Linked DNA regions of Zea mays: region 2 is linked to region 1. Evidence: chromatin contacts called from public Hi-C data. All regions are on one chromosome and are shown on one strand. The core of a region is the stretch at or near the end of the contact, and the rest is flanking DNA. Distances in the headings are between cores, read along the strand shown.

Region 1 (4,808 bases), core at 942-3,441:
CACCTCGGTAGTGAAGATCGGGTCTGTACAACCTAGGTTGGGAAGGGATCACGACTCGTGGGTAAAGTGTGCAACCTCTGCAGAGTGTTAGAAACTGGTGTATCAGTCATGCTCACGGTTATGAACAACCTTGGGAGCTCCTTTGATTAGAATACCTTCGGATACTTTTATGATAATGCTTAATGATGATGATTGTAACTATGAATTCTGGTATTTCCTCTTGGAGGGGGTACTTTTGGGTAATAATTTGGGTTTATTACTAAAACTTGGCTTTCTACTAGTAATAAATACCTGACCAACAAAAAACAATTGCTTTAAGCTTAACCCCACATACAACTAGTCCACTTTAGCCAAACGGGACATTTGTTCAGTACGTTGAGGTGTACGCACCCTTGCTTAAAAACACCAAACCCTAGTTTGTCCCCATTGCAATCAGTGCTTAGGAGAAGATGAAGGCAACATGGAGGACTTTCAGGAGTTTCAGGACTTCGATGAGTTGTAGTTGTGTTTAGTGTACAACCCCCAGTCAGCTGCCTGTGAAGGCCTTATCATTCTACATTTTGTGTTCGCACTTTGATCTATGTTAACTTAATGACTCTGTGGATGTCTCGGACATCTTGATGTAATAAAGTACTATTTCTGCTTTTATTTTGAGTAATGTGTGATGATGTCCAATTATGTAATCGCTGTGTACGTGAATTTCTGATTGTGACACGTACATGATTCACATTCGGTTTACCTTCCAAAACTGGGTGTGACAATGATTAGCACACAATAATTGACTAAGTGTCTAGAGCTTACCTTTTTCTCTTGACACCATATAGATTTGCATTTTGCCCTCTTCCAAGCTCAATTTGCTTTACGTGTTTGTGCTCATTTAAGATGATGTTAGTCTTAATGTAATGTGTTGGCATTTAATCACCAAAACATTATAGAAATGACCAAGGGCACATTTACCTTTCACTAGATCGGCACCAACAGTTGTTTGTTGATTGCTCTTTGCTAGAAAAGAAATGGGCCAACACTCAATGGGAGCATGCTGTAACGGGCCACAACCACGGATGACAGCCCAATGGACCAATATTTCGGTTAATCCAGTTTAAACCAAACTAAAAACCGAAAACTAAAATATAGTTTGGTTCTTGAAGAATAGTAACCGAAGAATACTTCGGTTTGGTTAATTTCGGTTAGTTCAGTTTTGGTTCCGATTTTTCCGGTTTATTACTGTACTACGCAATTTTGTGATTTCCGTGGTGTTTTTGTTGAAGTTGGGATCAAGTCACGATGCTCTCGAGTAAATAAATTTTGTGGCTCTCATTCATCGTCTCTAAACGTTTCACCGATCCTTCACTTGCAGAGAAGATCATAATTATCTGTGCCACAGTGCCCTATTGCGAATGGTCGGGCGACATATTACGAACTTTGCGGCACCTCGCAGAGAGATCTCCAAGGTCTCAACTCCCCATAAGCTGGATCTAGTAATCATTGATGTTTGGTCTAAAAAAACCGCCAACCAAAAGTAAAAAAACTAAAATACGGAGAGTAACATTTGAAGAAAAAAACATGACGTCATATTAACAATATAAGATGTCACCAATCACAATCTAGTAATTCAAATAAAAGAAGAAATAAATTAAAATAATATTTGTCCGTAGTTGGTTACCTAATCAAATATACCATTACCAAAAGCAAAAAACTAGAGAAAATTGCAACCGGTCAACTTGCTAACGCCGAGTTCAGCGCATAGCACCGGCTTGAGCCACCGATGTCCATTGCCACAATCAAGCGGATGAACTCGGAGACAATAACTATTTATCATTTTCACAGAAGACACTAATAAGATTATTTAGTTCAGAGTAACATGACTATCTCAGTATTGTTTCAGTTATGTCATAAAATTAGAAAACAAAAAAGGACACCAAATAACGTCAATGTCCTGTTTGTCCCGCAACCAAACACACCATATCACTATCCTATTTGTCCCGCAACCAAACACACCATAAATCACTCATTATTGACAGCTGAGCGTGAGCCGCCAACGTAGTACGTTGTGTGTCACTCGCCTTATAAAAATGACAAAAAAAAAAGATTGTCCATAAACTTGGGACGGGCAATCGTCTTTCCATCCCCAAACTTACCACAATCAAACTGATCAACTGACAACTAGGGATGGGCAACCAGGCTCTCTTTCCCAGTTGATGCGCGTCGGATTTGCTTGTCCGCTATGGGACGCTGGTTCAAGCCCCTTTCTCACCCGCCACACTCCATCACTTGTCGCTACTCACCAGATTGCCCCGCGCCCATGCTGCTGTGGCCGCCTAGCTCGTGATCCTGTTCTCCTACCCACAAGTTGCGATTCGGTTGGTGCCCCTCAATCTTGGATCTTCCGCTTCGCCTCCTCCCTGATCCTCGAATATTGTCGCTTATGGACCGAGCGTCGTGACGGCTTTCCTTCCTATCTTCTTGCAGCAGATCTCTGGCGCAGCCATCGAATCCATCCTTTGTCCTTGACTCATACTTCTGTTGCAATTTGCGTGCTGGTTCCTCCGGTGGTGCATGTGCACGGGCCATGTTCGACGAGGTGGGTTTGAGAAGTTCTGTTACATGGTAATCCCCGTCCTTGGGCTTGTCATGGTCGATTGGGAACAGTAGGATTGGTTGCTGAGCATGGCTGGACCGGAGAAGACTGTTGTTTGGTTCAGGAGAGACCTCAGGATCCAGGACAACCCGGCCTTGGCAGCGGCGGCGAAAGGGGGCTCTGTCCTCCCTATCTTCATATGGTGCCCCTCAGACTACGGGCAGTACTACCCTGGAAGGTGCTCCCGGTGGTGGCTCAAGCAGTCTCTTGTCCACCTTGGGAAGTCATTAGAGCTGCTCGGGTGCCCACTCGTGCTGATCCGTGCGGAGGACAGCACTCTTGCAGCTCTTTTGGAGTGCGTTCGTTCCATCAGTGCCACTAGAGTGGTTTACAATCGTCTCTACGGTAACTGTACTAGCCTGTCTGATACAATTTTTCAGGACAACTGTTTCTTTTTGAAATATTTTGTTTTCGAAAGCGCTTGATTCACTTGGTCCTTTGATTACGTATTCGAAGCTTTCATCCAGTTACACAGTGTAACATTGTTAATCATAATATGTTTCGAGCTAATTGAGTACATTGTACTGTTTTTTTTTTCTTAGAGATACACCGGAGAGCTGTGTATCTGTGTATAAAAGAGAGGGGGAAAGGGGAACAGTTCATAAACCTTCTTATCCCAGTTTGGAGTATGGGGTTACAAGATAACACCCCAAATGATCACCTGTTATGCAAAAGTATATATCAACCCAACGTAACAAAACCCACACTAAGGTCTCTACATGACAAGAAAAGGAAACAAAAAGAAAAAAAAAACTGCTGCAGCTTTCGAGATCCAGCATTACACCACTGCCTCATCTCCTTTGAAGAAGTGCTGGGAGAGACACATCTATTCCTGTGATTCTACTTGGTCCAAGTCTGGTAGATCACATCACTTTGAAACCCTCTTCTTTGGGCCTTGCCAATGTTTTCTTGCTTTTCTTCACCACTAGGCAAAATCTTTTTTTCATTTACGCCTAGGCACCATTAACTCCAGATCAAAAGGGGTCAGGAAATGTGACAATCTCGAGGTGATACAAGTAAAAAACTTAGCAGAGTTCTCGCTCCAAAGCTTTGGTATTAACTCTGCAACTCACATTAGTTGTGGTTTACCATCTTCTACTAACCATGAAATTCCTCGGTACAAACTTTTCCTTGTTTAACCACTTTCTTATCATAGACTTTAGTTGAAATACATTGTTGAAATACATTAGTCAGTGCTATATATCACTTATATTGCATAGTTTGTAGAAGGTCAAAATTCATAAGCAAAGCATGTGATATAGAAAAAAATGCAAACAGTAAGCTGCCATAAGTGTTTCCTAATTTTAACTTATTAGAAGTCAGTAAGTATTTTTTTTTAAAATCTAAATATACCGCATTGGACTCAGCACTTAGGCCAATAGCAATGAGTAAACTCCATGTGATCAAGTTCAGGAGGTCACATGATGAATGTCTTATTGAAACAAATAAGTACACTATCAAGTAGTTATGGTCCCCAGTTCTATATTGGAACTCTGACATTTCCTAGAGCTGTTGAACTTTGTTATTCATAAATTCAATTTCATCCCTTGCATGATAGCATGTCTTCCCCAATGGACTCGAACCAATATATGATTGCTATTAATAAACAAGTTTCTTATCTTCTAACCATTGGTCTGCAAAGTCAACCCAGAGTCTCTGTGCTGCATTATCCATTGCTCTACACATTCACCACTTACAATTTATTCTGCTTGTGTTCTCTTGCGATGTCTTTTTATTCTTTCTTACACTGTAGACCCTATTTCACTTGTGCTTGACAACAAAATCAAGAATGAGCTTCCAGCCCATGGAATTTCTATCCAAAGTTTCAATGGTGATTTACTTTACGAGCCGTGGGATGTTTATGATGAGAATGGGCAGGCATTTACAACCTTTAACAAGTACTGGGAGAAATGTATGAGCCTACCTATTGAGATATCACAATATCTTGCACCTACAAGGCTGGTGGCAGCGCCAGGTAACTTTTTGCCATAGCATCATTTTCTGTTTTCATGAGCATCTGTACAGTTTTTTATTTATCTGCATTACATAGATTTGTTTTTAGTTTTGGTTCCTCATATAATGTCTAGAATGGCTTGAGTTACTTGTTTGCTCCGAAGTACTACTCATTCCGGTATTCCACATATGCAGTTTTAGGCTATTTTCAGCAGTT
Region 2 (5,631 bases), core at 2,101-4,600, 610 kb before region 1:
AGGGAATTCCTTCACGGTGCCCGGCATGGGACCAAAAGCTACGTATCTGAAGTTTGTTTAGTAAATGACAAATTAATCATTAAAACACTCCTAACCCATTGCAAGAAAAAAAGGAACGATAGACTAAGATCCCCTGACCCAAGGGTTATTCTATGAACAAATCTGGGGAAAACAGAGAAATCAAACAGAACAGAAAAAGGAGGATGCTTCATTCACCATCGCCGACTTGGATTTGGGACCGTCGACCGAATCGAGGATGAAGACGACAGTAGGGGTGGAAATGAGACGAGCTGAGCTCGGTTCGCCCATCCGGCGAGTTTGGAAAGCGGCTCGGCTCGCTTCTGGCTCGCGAGCCAACGATCCTAGCCATAAACGTAGATCCGCTCTCTAAATTATAATACAAAATCTTTAAAATATTTTTAAAAACATATTTTAAATTAGTAAAATAGATATATTACTAATATAATATAGAAAATAGATTAATTTTGTATAGTAATCTCAAATAACATAAATTAATTGTCTACTCGGTAGTAATATTATATGCTAATTAGGATTTTATGTAACAAATTGTTGTTGAGTCGAGCCACGAGCCAGCTCGCAAGCCGAGCCGAGCTGGCTCGCTCTTTTCACGAGCCACAAAAACAGGCTCGGTTCGGGCTCGTTCTGAGCGTCGAGCCGGTCCGAGTCGAGCTGCTGCAAGCCCAAGCCAGCTCATCGAGCTCGAGCTTTATTTCTAGCCCTAGACGACAGCAGCGCCGGGCTTTGCTTCCTTTTCTCGGCACCGAGCTTGGAGGACATAACAGACAGGCGGATGCGTTTGGCGATGGCGACCTTGGGACAAATGGTTGATGGAGTTGGTCGTTGTTGCTGGCTTGAGCTCGCGAGGACCTCCACCATTGGCTCTGGTTTTGCAGGGATTCCACCCGAGATGAGCGGTCCGCCGTCGGAACCGCCCGACTCCGGCCATATAGAGCCCAGCTTCGCGTCTAGGGCTGGACAAAATACTCGTGGCTCGTGAGCTCGCTCGACTCGTGGCCAGCTCGGCTCGGCTCGACTCGGCTCGTTTCAATTTTATCACGAGCTGAGCTAACATATCAGCTCGGTTCGTTAACGAGCCAGCTCGACACGAGCTCGAGCCAGCTCGTTAGCTCGAATGAGCTAGCATTTATCTGTACAACAAATCCTATACTTGTATTGGATGAATTAATAAGTGATGAACTATGTTAGTTTAGGGTTTAAATGATGTGATATATAAAATTATGAGTATTGTTAGTCTTTTCTAGTGTTAAATTAGTATGAAATTAATTAGCAATTGATTATATTGTTGTATATATATATGTATACTATTTTTTATTCTGGCTCGCGAGCTAAACGAGCCAGCTCGAGCTCGCAAACGAGTCGAGCCGAGCTGGTTCTCTGGCTCGGTTGCTTAACGAGTCGAGCCGAGCCAGCTCGTCCCCTTAACGAGCCAGCTCGAGCTCGGTCGAGCCGAGCCGAGCTGGCTCGATATCCACCCCTATTCGCGTCCAAGTCCGACAAAGCACACTGGGAACAAACAGGCGGCGCAGGGAGACAGTTGCAACAAGGGAGAACGAGAGGGAAGGTTTTGCCCTGCCGTGGAAGAGAGAAGCAGCCAGCGACAAGGGAGAAACCGTTTCAACTTGTACATGTTTGTGCCGAATCCAACATCGATCGTCGCTCTGAGCCCTAAATTAACATAGGAATTACGAAAGGATACTCAAAACAATTCAGAGTTATTGGGGTTATTCCAGACCTATTTTCCGAGTTCACACTTCAGTTGTCTATATCTTAATAATCAGCCAAGCCGCTTCTTAAGATATAGGCAACTTGGGAGCGTCACCAATGCTCAACACTTGATTCAAAGAAATAATTGCACATACCTAAATTGCACTGAGATTAATACCACATCCTTCGAAGGGGGCTGTTGAAAAAGCTAATCCATCATTCATTTTAGATCAAAATATGAAAATTTATACAGAACAGGATATCCTAAGACAAGCAATGAAAATAGAATTGAGGCAAAATTACTACCACACCTATGGCGAATGGCAACCTCACTTGCCTCCAGGCTCCAGCGAGGGGCTAAACTGCCCTTAGCAATCTTCTCCAGCGAGGAAGTATTATTATTAACCACAAAACCTGACACAATAGTCAGCAGCTATGTCATATTGTAGGGCTTGCAATAACAGCAAGCCCTAGCTAGGTGCTTCTTACTTCCGTCGGCCCTCAAGCACCTTCTTCAACTCCTCACTTGCTTCATTTGAGGCCGGTTTCGTCCCACTGTCTACCAATTCCTTCGCATTTATGTGGAAATGACGATCTGGTTTCGACACTAAAGTATGTTGTTGAGGTGGCACTGCTGTTGGCAGCTTACGATCATTGCCTTTGCCGGCTCCAATCTCTGCACTCAAGTCCTCGACTGCACGACGCAGCATTGTGCTCTCCGCATTCAGCTTATCCAGTTGCCTCTTCATGAGTGAGAACTCTTCATCCTCAGCTGCCGGTGGTGTGTCTTTCTTCCTCTTCTTGTCCGCTTCAGACTGTGAAGGCACCTTGGGCGTGTGCTCGATAATGATCTTGTTCATCACCAGCAGCGGCAGCTTGCTGATGGCGAGGCTCCCAGCCTTGCGCCCGTACCCGTTGTCTGCAAGCGTGGCCTTGATCTCCGGCGGCACGCGCAGCCCCCACTGGAACCACATGCTCGCTTTACTCCACAGTGGCAGCACGCTCCTGGTCGTGAGCCGCATCCCGGACAGCAGCGCGCCTACGCCGCCGCCGTTCGTCCCGGTGGCGGCCGCCACGTTCGCCCCGAATACATTCTCGGCGAAGGAGAGGTCGTTACCGTGTGCTTCGCAGTCGTGGTCGTCGCTGTTGGTGGTGAGGTCGACCATCTTGATCGCTAGCGGGGGCGGAGTGGATGTGGGCGGCGGTGTCGGCGGGGAGTGGACGGAGCTTGCGACGGCGAAGTCCCCGATCCGGGGCTTGAAGAGGAGCGAGAAGGCGGGCGGGTTGGAGGAGGTGAGGTTGAATTCGGCGGCGAGGGCGAATGGGGCGCGGATAGGGGACCCCGTGCGGACGGAGAGGGCAAAAGGCTGGAGGGGTTCGTTGGGGCGGTATGAGAGGCGGAGCGCCGGGACAGAGGGGAAGGCGGTGGAGAGGTCAAAACGGAGGTCCTTGGCGTCTCCCCCCGCCGCGAGGCCCGAGAGGAAGGGCAGCCCTAGCACGCCAATCGGCACCTTGGCGCGCAGCAGCGGTCGGTCGTCGTCCCGGAACTTGATCGACGCCTTCACGGCGGGCGGATGGGCGGCTAGGGTTAGCCTATATTGGATTTAGGATTTGCCGGGTTGGGGAGGTTCGATGGTGGTGGGGATTTGAAGTCTGGAGGCGGCCAGGAGCCTGGGCACGAGCGGCGCGACGGCGTCCCGCGGGTGCTCCCCGGCGACGAGCGCCAGCAGCCGGACCGAGTGCCGCCGCAGCGGCGTCCTGTCGGTTGCGGAGGTGGTAGGAAGAGCGGGCGAACGGCGGGGTTTGCGGAAGGGCGTGCGGGTGGAGGCGGGGGCGGTCTACACTGCTAACTTAATAGTTAGTAGAGATATATATATATATATATATATATATATATATATATATATATATATATATATATATATATATATATCCACACGTATTGCTTCGTCTACGTGTCTACGATAACACACTGTTGATTTTGTAAACGTATCGAGATTGGTTGACAGCATTGGCCCAGACCCCTAACCGCACGCCTCCTTTGCCACGCACCGGGTGGCCTTGAGGCCAGCCAGCAACTAGACCACAGCTTGTGCTGGCGGCTGGCCCATTTGGCCCGATGTGAGGATTCGGACCACAGTTTTATTGTACCGAAAAAGTGGTCTTGGAATTACCCACGTTTTGTTGTGTGATGAGGTCACTTTGGAGGACAATGTTGCATGCGATCTAACACTATTGTATAAGTTTTCCATTGGTCCCTTCCTACTCTGTTCAAGGAACGCATTTATGTTTCAAAATCCAGACTGCAAGTGTCAATGCTAACCATTAGAGTTAATGTGGGAGCCAGAAAATCGGAGAGGATCAGAGGTGCTGAAGTTTCCAAAACTACAGGCATAACTCCTATAGTTTCCGTGTTTGCTCGCCGTTTACTTCACCGCCAATCCGTTCACGTTCCGGATGCTGGAGAGGAAGAATTGAACACTCTGTTCTTTGCCTTCGTTGCCTATATATGGATTCAAAGATTCAGAGTGAGAGATTTTGTGTACGAAGTTGTCAACCACAATCAAAAACCAACTAATATAATGGGCGTACTACCTCGCTATCCCAGTTGGTGCAGAGAGTGATGATCGCGAGCAGAAGGAGCTGTACGATGAGCCCACATATGATGCCCAACCAGAGTCCCTGTTCATTTGTCAGCGAAGTACTGAGAAACAATGGCCATGCCAAAGAACTGGGGGATGGTAAATAGTTTCAGGGAGAAGCCGCACCGTCCCACCGACACGCAGGACGAACGCTATGAGGTAAGCAGAGGGGATGCCGACGATGTAGTAGGCGCCAAGGTTGATGCAGGCACCGATCTTCTGCCATCCACAGCCTCTAGCCACACCTACGTACAATCCATCCCATGGACATCACAAGGAAGGAAGGAAGAGGAGTCGTCAACTCCGGTGTCCGCTAGCTGTTGTGTAGTAGGAAGCACAGCATAGCTCCTCTGTACTGCACGTACCTGAAAGCACGCACTGGATACCATCGAAGAAGTTGGACACTGCAATGACCAGCATCATGTTGGCCACGTACGTCACCACCTCCTCGACGTTGCTGTAGGCATGGCCCCAGACGTAGCGCACGCACACCAGGATGAGGCCCACGCCTAGCCCTTCGGCGACAGACAGCAACACAACGACACGCACCGCAAGGCGGGCGGCTCGAGGACGCCCGGCACCCAGCTCATTCGACACGCGAGTGCTGCACCATGCCAGGCCACCATGATCAGAGCAAGCCAGCACCACCAAAGCAAGCAGACCTTCTATCAGGTGATGTTCATGTCAGAGCTTGGTTCCGGGTTCTCAAGTCGTCGTCCATTACCTGATAGCTGAGCTAAGCCCAAAGGGGATCATCCACACGAACGCAGCAGTGTTAAGGCTGATCGACAGCACGGAGGTCTCCAGTTTTGGGTTGGGAAGAAGGCCCGAGAGGAGCACAATGAGTTCAAACGACCACATCTCCAAGCTGCGCGCAACCGGCCATTATTATGTATTGCTTAACAACAATAATATTACTTGCTGCTCGATCGATCTACAGAAACTGCATTAATAGACACGACGCGTACCAGACCATGAGAGCGGACGGGACCGCAAGCCTGAAGAAGCCGAGCGCGTCGCGGAAGGCCTCCGTGGAGAAGCCCGTCCACGTCTCCTTGCAGGCGCTGGACACCCTCACGTACACGGCCAGCACGGCCACGTTGACCCAGTAGGAGATGGAGTTGCTGAGCGCCGCGCCCTTGCTGCCCATCCCGAGCGCGTACACCAGCGCCCAGCAGACGACGACGTGGCAGGCCGCGGCGGCGCCGGCGCTCGCCATCACGGGCACCACGATGTTCTGCGT

Evidence for each region. A called contact is a pair of places that touch in the nucleus more often than the background predicts.
Region 2: a contact with region 1 is called in a Hi-C map of tassel, with 4 times the contacts expected there. The contact joins the promoter of LOC103639942 here to the promoter of LOC100277533 in region 1. A contact is called at or near these places in 2 of 25 Hi-C or Micro-C datasets (leaf and tassel).

The regions. Positions count from the first base shown.
Region 1 is chr9:50,238,497-50,243,304 of Zm-B73-REFERENCE-NAM-5.0, reverse strand. It overlaps LOC100277533, which reads left to right and starts at 2,191. Exons shown (of 6, transcript NM_001349005.1): 1 at 2,191-2,360; 2 at 2,473-2,983; 3 at 4,427-4,613. The coding sequence starts at 4,553.
Region 2 is chr9:50,845,183-50,850,813 of Zm-B73-REFERENCE-NAM-5.0, reverse strand. It overlaps LOC103639942, which reads right to left and starts at 3,350. Exons shown (of 1, transcript XM_023301085.1): 1 at 1,913-3,350. The coding sequence starts at 3,350. The coding sequence ends at 2,232. LOC100382400 reads right to left here. Exons shown (of 7, transcript NM_001175145.1): 2 at 5,357-5,631; 3 at 5,113-5,256; 4 at 4,754-4,992; 5 at 4,515-4,633; 6 at 4,342-4,428; 7 at 3,894-4,249. The coding sequence ends at 4,193. It overlaps LOC118473314 (a long non-coding RNA gene), which reads right to left and starts at 1,069. Exons shown (of 2, transcript XR_004852642.1): 1 at 1-1,069.